Regions from separate parts of the Sus scrofa genome. Here region 1 is linked to region 2. The links are chromatin contacts, called in public Hi-C maps. All regions are on one chromosome and are shown on one strand. The core of a region is the stretch at or near the end of the contact, and the rest is flanking DNA. Distances in the headings are between cores, read along the strand shown. Region 1 overlaps SLC25A37 (mitoferrin-1). Region 2 has its middle 26 kb from the start of ENTPD4.

The links. A called contact is a pair of places that touch in the nucleus more often than the background predicts.
Region 1: a Hi-C map of fetal liver shows a contact between it and region 2, with 2.2 times the contacts expected there. The contact joins two enhancer-like sites. A contact is called at or near these places in 18 of 47 Hi-C or Micro-C datasets (blood, embryonic fibroblasts, epiblast stem cells and 7 more) and 1 of 2 datasets of contacts at active chromatin or transcription factors (skeletal muscle).

What each region holds. Positions count from the first base shown.
Region 1 is chr14:7,683,881-7,690,883 of Sscrofa11.1, forward strand. The region is part of intron 1 of SLC25A37 (mitoferrin-1); the gene reads left to right. Among named protein-coding and RNA genes, the nearest start is that of SLC25A37, 22 kb to the left of the region's middle. Within about 2 kb of position 2,906, at least 14 of the 83 cell types and tissues checked have an H3K27ac peak or open chromatin away from gene starts, as enhancers often do. A contact at or near this core is called in fetal liver, where this site is marked.
Region 2 is chr14:7,627,719-7,633,829 of Sscrofa11.1, forward strand. No RefSeq gene overlaps it. Among named protein-coding and RNA genes, the nearest start is that of ENTPD4, 26 kb to the left of the region's middle. Within about 2 kb of position 1,738, at least 9 of the 83 cell types and tissues checked have an H3K27ac peak or open chromatin away from gene starts, as enhancers often do. A contact at or near this core is called in fetal liver, where this site is marked.

The DNA.
Region 1 (7,003 bases), core at 1,656-4,155, 57 kb after region 2:
GTCTCTCACATACAAACGTTTGGCTGGTTTTCGGCAGCTCCCTCCACACCTGAGCAGGTGGGGTACTGTTTCCTGGCACAGTATCTTTTGGGCTGGCATGGGACTGGTGTATACTGGACAGAGAAGCACTGCGTCATTGGGACTGGGGACCGGCATGTGGAAGAGGATGAAGAGCCCAACTCTGCCTTGCAAGCCTTATGCCTTCCATAAAGCTCTGCCTTCCATCCAAGAGCCCGTGGGCTGAACTTCCAGGTGCTTCCTTCCAAGGCAGGCTCTGGAGCCAGGGGTGTCGCTGTGTCCAGGGCATTTTGCTATGTTCCTGAGACCCCTCGCTGCCTTTACCCAAAACAGACAAACCCACAGCTGCTGTCCCAGATGTTCAGGGAAAGCTCAGGGAACCCATTGGACTGTGTGACAGGATTTCAGAAATGCATGTGGAGTGAGGTGTTGCTTAGATTGAGGATTTTTTAAAATTGTGGTTAAAAGGCACAAAACATAAAACTTGCCATCTGCACTTCTTTCCAGTGCACAGTTCAATAGTGTGTAAAGTACGTGGACGTTGTTGTACAACTGCCACAACCGTCTACCTCCAGAATTTTTCTCATCTTGGAAAACTGCAACTCTGTCCCCATTAAACAACTCCCCTTCGCCCCCAGTCTCCTGGCAAGCACCATTCTTATCTGTCCTTAGCCTTCAACTGTTCCAGGTACTTCAGTGAAGTAGAATCATGCAGTATTTGTCTTTTTGTGACTGGCTTATTTCACTAAGCTTAATGCCTTCAAGGTTCATCCATGGAGCAGGTGTCAGAATTTCTTTCCTTTTTAAGGCTAATACTCCATTGCACGCACCTTTTCTTTACCCATTCATCCACCAGTGGCCACTTGGGTTGCTTCCACCTCTTGGCTGCTGTGAATAACACTGGTATAAACATGGGTGTGCAAATCCCTCTCTGAGACCTTGCTTTCAATGCTTTGGGTTATATACCCAGCAGTGGGATTGCTAGATTGTGTGCTAATTCTCTTTTTAAATTTTTTTAGGAACTTCCATATGGTGGTTTTCCATAGGGGCTGCAGCATTTTACACTCCCACTAACAATGGACAAAGGTTCTAATCTCTGCTGGAATTTTTTTTTTTTCTTGTCTTTTTAGGGCTGCACCCTTGGCGTATGGAAGTTCCTAGGCTAGGGGTCAAATTGGAGCTGGAGCTGTCAGCCTACACCACAGCCACAGCAATGCCAGGTCTTGGCCGCGTCTGTGACCTACACCACAGGTCATGGCAACACTGGATCCTTAACCCACTGAGCAGGGCCAGGGATGGAACCTTTGTCCTCATGGATACTAGTTGGGTTCATTACCACTGAGTCACGATGAGTACTCCTTTGCTGGAATTCTTTTATACAGGTGTTCCCCCTTCCCCCACCACCTGAGGCATGCAGAAGTTCCCAGGCTAGGGACCAAACTCATGCCACAGCAGTGACAATGCTGAATCCTTAACTGCCAAGCCACCAGGGAAATCCTATACGGGTGTTTTTAAGCTGCAAATAGTCCTGATGTATAGTAGTGTAGAATTACCTTGCCCCCAATAAAACTCATGCCCACACATTTGTCTTTCAAAGACCTCTCCACTGGTTTTAGAGTTTAGCATTTTAGAGACTAAAAAGGACCTCCTTAAGGACAATAATAGTAACTCCATTTCCTCACTGGACAAATATTTGCAGTTGTAACAGGAGGGTGAACAAAACAAAGGAAATCTCAGGAGTTCCCGTCATGGCTCAGCGGTTAACGATCCTGACTAGGATCCATGAGGATTTGGGTTCGATCCCCGGCCTCACTCAGTGGGTTAAGGATCCGGTGTTGCCGTGAGCTGTGGTGTAGGTCGCAGACGCGGCTCGGATCTGGCGTTGCTGTGGCTGTGGTGTGAGCCAGCATCTGCAGCTCCTATTCCACCTCTAACGTGGGGAACTTCCATATGCTGCAGGTGCGGCCCTGAAAAAAAAAGCAAAAAATAACCCCCCCAAACCCAAAAAACAAACAAACAAAAAAACCCAAGGCAAACAAAGGAAATCTCCTGCCTGTTGTGTTGATGCCCAGCTAGGTGAACTGGTTGCTCAGAGGCCCTCAGGGATGTGGTGGCAATGCTGGATGGGAGTTAAGGTCTTCTGACTCATGGAACAGGGCTCTCTCCATTCTGTCATGCTCACATTTAGGAGCACATTTGGGGGGCTTGCCCCTGTTTGGGAAAGGGGGATACTCTTGGTGGAAACATCTATGCTTTGTGCATCACTGGATTTACCCCAGCATTGGAGGGACCTGAGAGCCTGCCCACACCCACACCCGCGGGTGGAGCATGGGAGAGGGAGCAGACCCCACATAGGGCCCCAAGCCCAGTCCTGTAGCTCAGCTTGGCTCTGCTGGCTGTTGCCCTGCCGTTTCAGAGGATGGCCCGTCCCTAAACATCAAGAGAGGGCCTTTCCCACTGTGGTGACTACCTGGGTGCCAATCAGCAGTGTCAGGGTGCCTTGGCACTTAAGAGCCCTGCCCGGCCCTAGCCCTGGACTTTAGCTTCGGTTAAAGGTCCCTAGAACTGCCTGGGCTCTGAACTTTCTGCAACGCTTTCATCTTGGACCTTTGCTCCGGTGTAAATCGACACTAGTGATTCCCCCCCCTTCCAGCTTTCCAAGTTTCCCTCGTTACATAATCAGGATTAATGTAAGCAGCGGGCTCCATTCATCGAGAAATGGGCAGTGAAGAAAGGTGAATGTAGAAGTGGGGTGGGTGGGAGGGACGGAGTCCCTGACAGGCTGTTGTGTGCAAAATCCTCCCACTTTCCTGGGCTTCCGGTTCTCTTCTGTCAAGAGGAGCAGCAAACGCCAGGGCTTCTGGGGCAGTTCTGACAATGACTCAGGTAGTCTGGTCCAGATATGCCCGGATGGGGGGTGGGGGAGGGGAGTGGCTTGTTTCCAACCAGGGCAGATCCTGGGGGCCTTGTTCTCCTCAAGGAGTTTCGAAAATCTTATGAGAGAATTAAAGTAAAAATAACATCTTCCTTGAGAATTTGCTATTTAACACCCTCCTCAAAAGCATAAATAGAAGCCTCAGTAGCTGGGCTTCTGAGATGGTAGGCAAAGGGCTCTTCATTCGTGATTTCCTTTAATCCTCAGAGACTAGGAGGCAGGTGCTAAAATGAGTCTCATGTCCAGATAAGGAAACAGGCTGGGAGAGACTGAGTCACTTGCCGAAGGAGCAAAGGTGTGAGGAGGAAGCCGCAGAGCTGGGATGGAAATCCAGCTAAGCGCAGGTGCTACCCCAAAGCCTGTTCTACCAGCTGTTGTGGGTCTGGACTCCAGGGGAAACAGTTTGTCCAGCCTCTTTCTGATCAGAGGGGTTGGGATGGGGGAGGGGGGGTCCATTCCTATCCCTTTATTACGAGGTTGTAGGAACTGTGGCCTGGAGTCCCCAGTGCCCCGAGGCTGGTATCTTCCTTCTGGGATGCTGGACTCTTCAGTGTGGTTTATGGCCCATGCTATTCTGTAATTTAATGATTCAGTTCAAACCTGTAATGAGGTCCATTGTGCCAAACAGCCATTTATGAGCAAGCAGGGAGAAATACCTACACCTCATAGGCAAGATTAAGCTAGTTTTGGAGGTCGTTCTTAATGATGTTTCAGAGCCGTTTGTGTTAACACAGGTGGTGGTTTAGGGAACATGCTTGCTGGAGCTCTTCTTAGAAAATTGCAGTGATGCTAACATGTACTGAGCACCTCCTGCACTGTACTTGGTGGTTAATGGGCTTATGTTTTCCCGCTTATTCATTGCAGGAAGCATGTGAGGTAGGGATTTTCACAGATGAGGGAACTGAAGTGCAAAGTAACTTCTCCAAATGTGTACAGATAAAAAACAGTGAGATGGTCACGGATGGGGCTGTGTTTGAGTCCTCAGGTCCTAATAGGCATCTGGCGTGTTGTCGGAGCTCCGTGTGTGATGGTTGAGTGGATGAATTGCAACCCCCAGAGACTGTCGGAGCACTGAGTGGGTGGGTGATTGAATTTATTTTTTTTAAGGGCTGCACCCGCGGCATATGGAAGTTCCCAGGCTAGGGGCTGAATTTGGAGCTGCAGCTGCCAGCCTACACCGTAGCCACAGCAATGAGGGATCCTTAACCCACTGAGCAAGGCCAGGGATCAAACCTGCATCCTCATCGATGCCAGTCAGGTTCTTAATCTGCTGAGTCACAACAGGAACTCCTGAATGGTTTCTTTGCGATTCTGTGATTGGGATTTTTGGCAAAATACAGTTAAAGGATGTTCAGACAGGCGGGGTCTGGGAGTTGGAGTGCTGTCTAGTGCTCGTGCCGTGGCGACCAGCTCTGGGAGCTTGGGCAAGTCACACAGCTGTTTCCTCCTCAGCCAAGCAGAGCTGGGGGTGAGCCGGATGGGTGGGCTTCTGAAATCAAGCTGGAGCCTAGAGGAAAGAGCCCCTCCACCCCTGCCCCATGCCCACCAGATGATGGCGGAGCTGCGGGGGCTGAAGTAGGGAGCAGAGGCATCTGGACTCTGCGTCTCCTGCGCACAGTAGGTGTGCTGGTGCTCTGGGGCCGCCTCGAATGCTTCCAGGGCGCTTCCGTGTGGTCGCCTGTACTAGACATCGTTTTCAGGATGGCGCTGTGATGCTTCAGCCAGTTGACCTATGTGCCAGGAAAACACAACACTTTGGAGAGCGAGGTGTTTCTCCGGTCCTGCCTCTGACGTCTTGTCCATACTTGTAGGTGGGGTGTTTTTAAGCCAATGACACAGACAAGGCTGCTGAGTCAGGGGAGGCCCCGGGGAGGCCTGGTGAGTGAAATTCCTTCTTGAAAGCAGCCTGACCATTGGAACATTCTGCCTTTGCCTTTGACGGAGTGCCAGGCGTTCATCGGTCAGGCTGACCTTCCTGCCCACAACCTGGGTGGGCAAAGGGGTCAAGCTCTGTTCAAGAAGAGAGAGGGCTTCGTACGGAACCAGCTACTATTACCCAGTTGTGTTTGAGCCCAGGGTCCAGGCTGACAGCCAGAGGTGGGAAACAGTGATGCTCTGTGACCTTCAGCGGGGATCGGGCTCTGACTGCCTGTACTTACTGAATGTGGGCTGCACATAGACCCTCGCAGGAGCTGTGTGGACTTAAGCAGCAAGGGTTTAAGTGACTTTGATGTTTCTGGGCCACTTCCTCTTTAAAAGATCGGGCATATGAGGTGATGTGCCTGTGACTTCATGTGGTCCTAGAAGCAGAGCACATCAGGGACCAGAGAGAAGCTGGAGGTCATCAGTGACCCTTCCAGTCCATCTTTTCATGAGCTGTTGTGTAGCCTGGTGGTTAAGGACATGGTTCTGGAGCCAGACCCTGTGGTGACCTTGGGGCAGGTTGCTTATCCCCCCTGTGCCTCAGTTTCCTTGTTTGTAAAATGAGGATAGTTAGCTGCTAAGGTCACTGTTTCATTATTATAATGTTTTGTGACAAGGCATTGGGGCTCAGAGAACAAGTCGATGTCCCTAAGGCCACACAGTCCTTCGTGCCAGATGTGGGGTTAGAACATAGGACCTCAGACCTTGCTTGTCTGACTCGAGCTGGGCAAGGTGGGAGTGACCAGTGGTCCAGGCATCCCCTCCAGCCCAGTGCTCTCTTCACCCTCTCTGTCTTCCAGCGAGGTCTCCAGTCCCACCCATGAAATTCCAACCCTCTTACCTGGAATCTTGGGAATTTGCCCACCTGTAGAGCAGAGATCATTTAATCCTTAGGGCGGGCCACCAGCTAGGTGCTCTGAGTGTCCCAGGTACATTGGACCTGAGCCAGGTACCGATGCTTTCAACCCTCCCAACTCTTGCTAAGGAATTTTCTAGAGAAGGGGAGGCGTGACCAGGTTTGGGCCCCAGGATAAAGGCATGGCATCCTTGGAGCCACGGGCAAGGGGGGGCGGGGAGGAAGGCCTCCGTGGTATGTGCTGTTACGATGCTCTTGCAGCTCCAGAGAGAGCCACCAGCCTGTACCGAGAGCCAGTGGGGAGGGCTCGGGTTGCACAGGCCTGATCCCTTCTCCCCGATTCGGGAGACATCCTGCTTTCTGTGGGCTCCTCGTAGCTGCTTCGTCAGGTGTGGTACGTAACCATGGAAAACACCTGACTGTACAGTAAATTCCAAACACCTCAGCAAGCTGTTCAGTCAGGGCCTCCCATAGTCCAGCCCCAACCTGCCTTTTGCCCCAGCAAACATGTATCCATCACCTAAGCTTCAACCACCCTCCTGAGTCCAGGACTCCTCCTCTATCCGAGCTGTAGAGCTTCATCCCCTGCACACATGCCCTCCAGCCAGACCCTCCTCCATCCCCAAACCCACCGGCACCTGCACATCCCCCTCCTCTGTCTGCTCTGTTTGCATTTCTTTTTTCAATCAAAGTCATACATGCATATAGTCAAAAAAATCAAATAGTATGGCAGGGACCGTATTGACAGCTCCATTTCTTGCCACTTGAAATACCGCCCCTCTTTCCTCTGAGCTGCAGCTCAGGCGGCCCCTGTGCTAACCCTTTGCAGGTTGGATGTGCCTGTTCCCAAGAGAAGTGGTGTTTGGTGCCGTGGCTTCTTCCCTGGGAAGCCAAGGAACTTGGTTTGGGTTGTCTTGGTGGAATTTGTATTTTCTTTTTTCTTTTGGTCTTTTTGTCCTTTTAGGGATAAGGCCGCAGCATATGGAGGTTCCCCAGGCTAGGGGCCCAATCGGAGCCATAGCCGCTGGCCTACACCACAGCCACAGCAACGCCAGATCCGAGCCGTGTCTGTGACCTACACCACAGCTCACGGCAATGCCAGATCCCCGACCCACTCAGTGAGGCCAGAGATCGAACCTGTGTCCTCATGGATGCTAGTCGGGTTCGCTAACCACTGAGCCATGACGGAAACTCTAGGAGTTTGTATTTTCAACTGAATATATGATGGAAGCTCTTCACTTAGTCCTTTTTTTTGTTGGCCACACCTGCAG
Region 2 (6,111 bases), core at 488-2,987:
AGATTTCACCCTCCGAAGAAAATGGCTTTGTTACAAAGAATAGGACTAACACTCAAGAATAAGCCCAGTGGGGGCCCAGTGAGGGGTGAGGGGGTGCATTTACTTCTCCATCCTTTTGACTCTGACAAAGCCTAAGCAAGCGTCATCCTGGTGTGCATTCCCTTTAGTTCTTGGGCGCTCAAGGAAAAGTAAGCAGGTTGCTTCTGACCCTTTCACTTCCAGGGTACTGCAGGGTGCCCAGAGAGCAGAAAAGCGCCACACCAGCCATTTCTAAACCATTTTCTTTGGAACAAGAAATGGCACTGGTGTTTGGAGGAGTGACTGGAATGAGGCATCTTAGCTTTGGGACCAGATGTGTAAACAGAAAGACAATTCATGGTTTATTATTTCTTCTTTGAGAAGGAGCTAACATGTGCATTTCAGTTTTGCAATAGGTCTTGGATGTGTTTGTGCTTTTTGTGTAATTGTGAGTCACAATGATGACATTTATCACACATATTATCTTCTTGGAATAACCACCGACTCTATGAATTACTGCCTGAAATAATGACCGTTTTGATTGCAATCCTTTTGCTGATGAACACGGGTTTGAACAGTATAATGCAAAAATCTAATCAGCACAGCTAAGGCGCAAGTCAAGGTGTAATAGGGAAGGACCTTTGTGTTACAAGTTAATCACTAAAGGGATGTTGCCCAAAACTTATTTTATACACAATGGCCCATCTCTGGGAACCCCGCCTCCCCAGGAAACATCCTGACCAGGCCCACCTGTGAAGGGCTGCAGGAAGGGAGAAATTAACATATCCCCTCCAGAGACTGGCCTAAACCAGGACTTACCCTCTTCCCAAAGAAGCCTGATGTCTAACTCGGCCATGATTCTTCGGGACTCAAGTCCACCATCTTCTTGGTCTGCTGGCTTTCAGAATAAAGTCATTATTCCTTGTCCCGACAGCTTGTCTCTCAATTGATTGGCCTGTCCTGGGAGAGCAGCCCGGGCCTGACTCTGTCCTCATACACAGGACAGAACAGGGCAAGGGCTGGCCACCCAGCAGAGCCTCCCTGTGTGGCATCGCCAAGCTGGGAGCTCTTTGTTCCCCTGCAGACCTGGAAGCAGTGAGCCTGACAGCGACAGCCATCTTCCTTGTCAATCGGTCCAAACAGGCTAAGTGGCCAAACCCCTGGCTCCTTTCCTGGGCATGGAGGCCCACATGCAACAGTAAACCCCTTCCGGAAGCAAGGACACCTTCTTATCCCTTTGGTGATGCTGGCCTCTTGCAAAAGGGGCACTGCCAAGGGACGGGGACATACCTTGGGTCATATAGTTGTAAGCAGTGGGTGAAACAGGGACTCTTGGCCCGTGGCTCTAACCCGCAGCTTTGCCTATTGGCCACAGCACTCTCCTTGCTGCCTGTCTCCTAGGTTGCCATCAAATCGAGAAAGTATTTTTCTCTCATTCTTCCTTTTCTTTTTTCCTTTGTTTTGTTTCCCATGACTGTTTGTTTTTGTTTGTTCCCTTTTTGTTTTTTTGTTCCAGACACACGGGTTGGGGAAGTAGCCCAGGGGGGCCCACATATCTGGGCTGGTGGGCGGCTATCTCCTGTGGACACGCCTGGCTGCGCGGCTCACTCCTCCCTCCTGCTGGCAACTGCGATGGCGCGATGGCGCTATGGCTGCGAATCTGCATCTTCGGGCTGGCTCCCCGCCCCTAAGGACTGTCTGGGTGACGTCTCTTGGGGGTGGGGGACGTGGTGTGGTGGGGCCGGTAGGGGGTGGGTAGTAGGGGTGGGGTGTGGTGGGGTGGGGGATGGGGCCAGCGTCCCCACCATCACCGCAACACACACCAGGTTTTGCAGCCCGTTTCTCTTCTCCTCCCTTGGCCTCATCTCGCTGCTCTTTGGTCAGGAATGCGCAGAAAGGCTCGGGACTGCACCCTGTTATTATGGGACAGTCACAGCCTGGAGCTCTAAGTCAGGGGTCAGGAATGAACCCGAAAGGAGGCAGCTCTGGGGAGAACTGACCCCACCTGCTCTAGTTCTGGCAGGGCAGGCAGAGGTGTGGGTGGGACCGGGCCTGCCCGTGCCTCAGTTTCCTCTCTGAACCATCTTCCCCAAACATATTGCTCTCAGAACAGAAAATTTGGAAAAGCCTGAAAAATACAAAGAACTCCCCTCCCCCCGCGCGCGCCGCTTAGTTCTTCCGTTAATCTACTGCTCTTTTAAATATAACTGAATTACGTATTCTGTTCTTAAACAGTAACCTTTCCATAATGACAAGTCATATGTGTTCATTCTGTAACATTCAGAAAATTCAAACCCAAAGAAGGAAAATGACTTAGCTTTGCTCTCTTCAGCAATAACAAACATTAATATTTTGATGTTGTCTTTCTGGTCTTTTTAATAAACATAATATACCAAAAGGGAAAGAAAAACCACAAGAGATTCATACTTTCTGTACTTTTGAGTAACTTTTCCTTTTTCATTTAATTTGGCATGAATAATTTTTACATCATCATGTGTTCTTTTGCCACATTTATGATGATAGGACATACAGATGAGATGTATTTTATTTAAGCAATCTCTACTGTTACCCCTTTGACTTGAATGCAGTTCTTCCTCGTCCTAAACAGGGATAATTGTAGCTAAATCTTTGCAGTTCCCTTGTTAACACCTCTGAATCTCCCAGGCGTGGCACCATCATAGGTTACAGGGAGATGGCACTTGATAACATGTATGAAAGTACTTTGAGAAATACATACATGTGAGGGATTACTGTCTGTCAGTTAATTCAGGGAGTAGGTGGTATTGATGGAAATGATGCATGTATAAAGTAAAGAATCATAATAGGCATTCCTGTCGTGGCTTAGTGGAAATGCATCTGACCAGCATTCATGAGGACCCAGGTTCCATCCCTGGCCTCCCTCAGTGGGTTAAGAATCCAGCATTGCCGTGAGCTGCGGTGTAGGTCACAGACACACCTTGGATCTCATGTTGCTGTGGCTGTGGGGTAGGCTAGCAGCTACAGCTCCGACCCCTAGCCTGGGAACCTCCATATGCCGTAAGTGTGGCCCTAAAAAGCCAAAAAAATAAAAGAATAATAATACAAGCAAACCCATAACATGGTACTTTCCTGTGCCAGGTACTGTTCCAAGAGCTTCATGTTATTTTTAACATTTTTAATCCTATCCTTAAAACAACTCTATGAAGTGAGTACTATTAATTAACCTAGCTTTTATTTATTTTTATTTTTAAAAATTTATTGAAGTGGAGTTGATTCACAATGTTGCGTTAGTTTCTGCTAACACTGAATCAGTTATGCGTATATGTACATTCTTCTTCATATTCTTTTCCGTTATGGTTTATCACAGGAATATAGTTCCCTGTGCTAAATGGCAGGACCTTGTTTTTTATCCATTTCATGTATAATAGGTTGCTTCTCCTAATCCCAAACTCCCATTCCATCCCTTCCCCCCACCCTTTACAACCACAAGTCTGTTCTCTATGTGAGTCTGTTTCAGTTTGGTAAATAAGTGGATTTGCATCATATTTTAGATTCCACATAAAAGTGATATCACATGGTATTCGTCTTTCTCTTTCTGATTTACTTCACTTAGTATGAGAATCTCTAAGTCCATCCATGTTGCTGCAAATGGCATCATTTCAGTCTTTTTTTATGGCTGAGTAGTATTCTTTATCCACTTGTCTGTTGAAGGACATTTAGGTTGTTTCTACGTCTTGGCTGTTGTAAACAGCACTGCTTAATCATTGGGGTACATGTATCTTTTTTGGTTATAGTTTTGTCTGGATTAATGTCCAGGAGTGGGATTGCTGGATCATATGGCAATTCTGTTTTTAGTTTTTTGAGGAAAACTCTGCTTTCCACAGTGGCTGCACTAATTTACATTCCCACCAACAATGTAGGAGGGTTCCTTTTTCTCCATACCCTCTTCAGCATTTATTTGTAGATTTTTTTTTTTAATGATGGCCATTCTGACTGGTGTGAGTTGGTACCTTCCTGGTTTTCAATTTGCACTTCTCTAATGATTAGCAACATTGAGCATCTTTTCATTTGCCTGTGGCCATCTGTATGTCTTCTTTGGAGAAATGTCTATTTAGATCTTCCGCCCATTTTTCGAGTGGGTTGTTTGTTTTTTGTCGTTGTGTTGTATGAGCTTAAATTAATTAACTTAGGTTTTAGATGAGAATATTGAGGCACAGAGAGGTTGAGTGTCTTGCCCAAAGTCACAGAACCGGGAAGTGCTAGAGCTAGATTTCTAAGCCAATCTGGCTTCTGAGTCTACCATGTAGCCCTCTCTTAAGAAGACCATTCCAGAGTTCCCAGTGTGGCTCAGTGGGTTAAGAACCCAGCATAGTCTCTGTGAGAATATGGTTCAATCTCTGGCCTTGATCAGTGGGTTAATGATCTGGTGTGGCTGCAGCTGTGGCATAGTTCACAGAATGGCTCGGATCCCTTGTTGCTCTGGCTGTGTCGTAGGCTGGAAGCCGCAGCTCAGTTTGACCCCTAGCCTGGACACTTTTATATGCCGCAGATGTGGGAAGAAAAAGAAGGAAAAGGAGAAGAAGAAGCCAGTTCCCCAGAGTATGGGCAACTGGGAAATGGGGAGTAGTGGTAGAGTACGTATAAACCAAGATTTTAGTGCACGCATGAGTCCCATGTGACAATAATAGGCGCCTGACCCAGGCATATCTTAAAGGAGCTAATCAGCCTTCAGGCTCTGCCTCAAAGATCAGAGCACTTCAATAACAGCACAGAAGTGATTATTCAAAATGAGATGTTATCTGTTAGAGATACACTCTATATTTAGGGATAAAATAACAGTGATGTGTTTTGTTTGCTTCAGAATAATCCTGGTTGGGGAGAAGGGTGCATAGTGAACGGATGCAGTGTAAATGGCACAAAATCAGCGGTGAGTTGAATTTCTTGAAGCCGAGCGATGGATACAGGGGGCTCTCTCTTCTCTTGTATTTGCTGGATACTTGCCATGCTAAAACATTAAAAAAAAAAAAAAAAACTCAAGTCGTTAGATAACTTGTGCATGAGCTTTGTGGGAATATTCTAACCCAGAGTGTAAATGTCCAGTCTAGAACAGAAAGCAAACCCAACTCTTGATTGGGTTATTTATTTATTATTATTTAAAAATAATATTCTATCTATCTATCTATCTATCTATCTATCTATCTATCTATCTATCTATCTATCTAACCATCCACCCATCCATCTATCTATAGCTAAAAAGCTTCCCCAGTGTTGATCAGTCAGCGGAAACATCCCCAAAGACCCCAGCCTCTCACTGAGAACCTGTGGGATGAGCATTAGAGGTTTCTTCATTCATTCAAGACTTGTTTTTATCTGGAGACCAGGGATGAGTTGTGAGTATGAGTTTGGGAGAAAAGATACACAAAAGTTAGGCACACAAGGCAACCCTTCCACAAACATCTCAAACCTTAGTGGAGGCTAAGGGGGTAAAAGGGAGGGCTTGGGTTGTGTCCCCTGCGTAGCGCTTATGCTCTCTTTTTCCATACTCACTCCTTCTCACCTGAGAGTCTTGGGGCTCAGGGCTGAGCCTGGGGCAGATGTGAAAACAGGATGCTGCCCCCCTCTCTCCTTCCCTTATTTCTATAAGCATTAGCCCTGGGCTCCGCTGCATACGTGGCAAAGGGAGACCTTCTTCCCAGCTGGCTTGAACCAAAGCAAGAAAGCACCTCTTAACCCCATCTCTCATCCTTAGATGGTGGGAAAGTTCAGACAAATCCGTTGTCGTGTATTTTTTCAGTGACTTAATTTTCCAGGAAGACTAGCAGTGTATGATATGTATGTAATCTCCTCCAAAATGAATTTCACATTGGAGACAGATTGAGAGAACAAAGCCCCTCAAAAGGTGAGGTGGGCGTGGCCCTCGAACAATGAACTAGTGGAGACTCATCTGTGTGCTTTGTGCTCAGGAAGATCCTGGATCCCTTAGGATCACATGCTCCTCGTCTACCAATGGAAGCTCAAAGAGGTCCCGCCCTCCCCCACACCCTCCTCTTGCCTCCTCCCTCGCCGGAAAGCCAATGTTTAGTTTCTGACTTAATTCACTAAGGTCTATGCCGG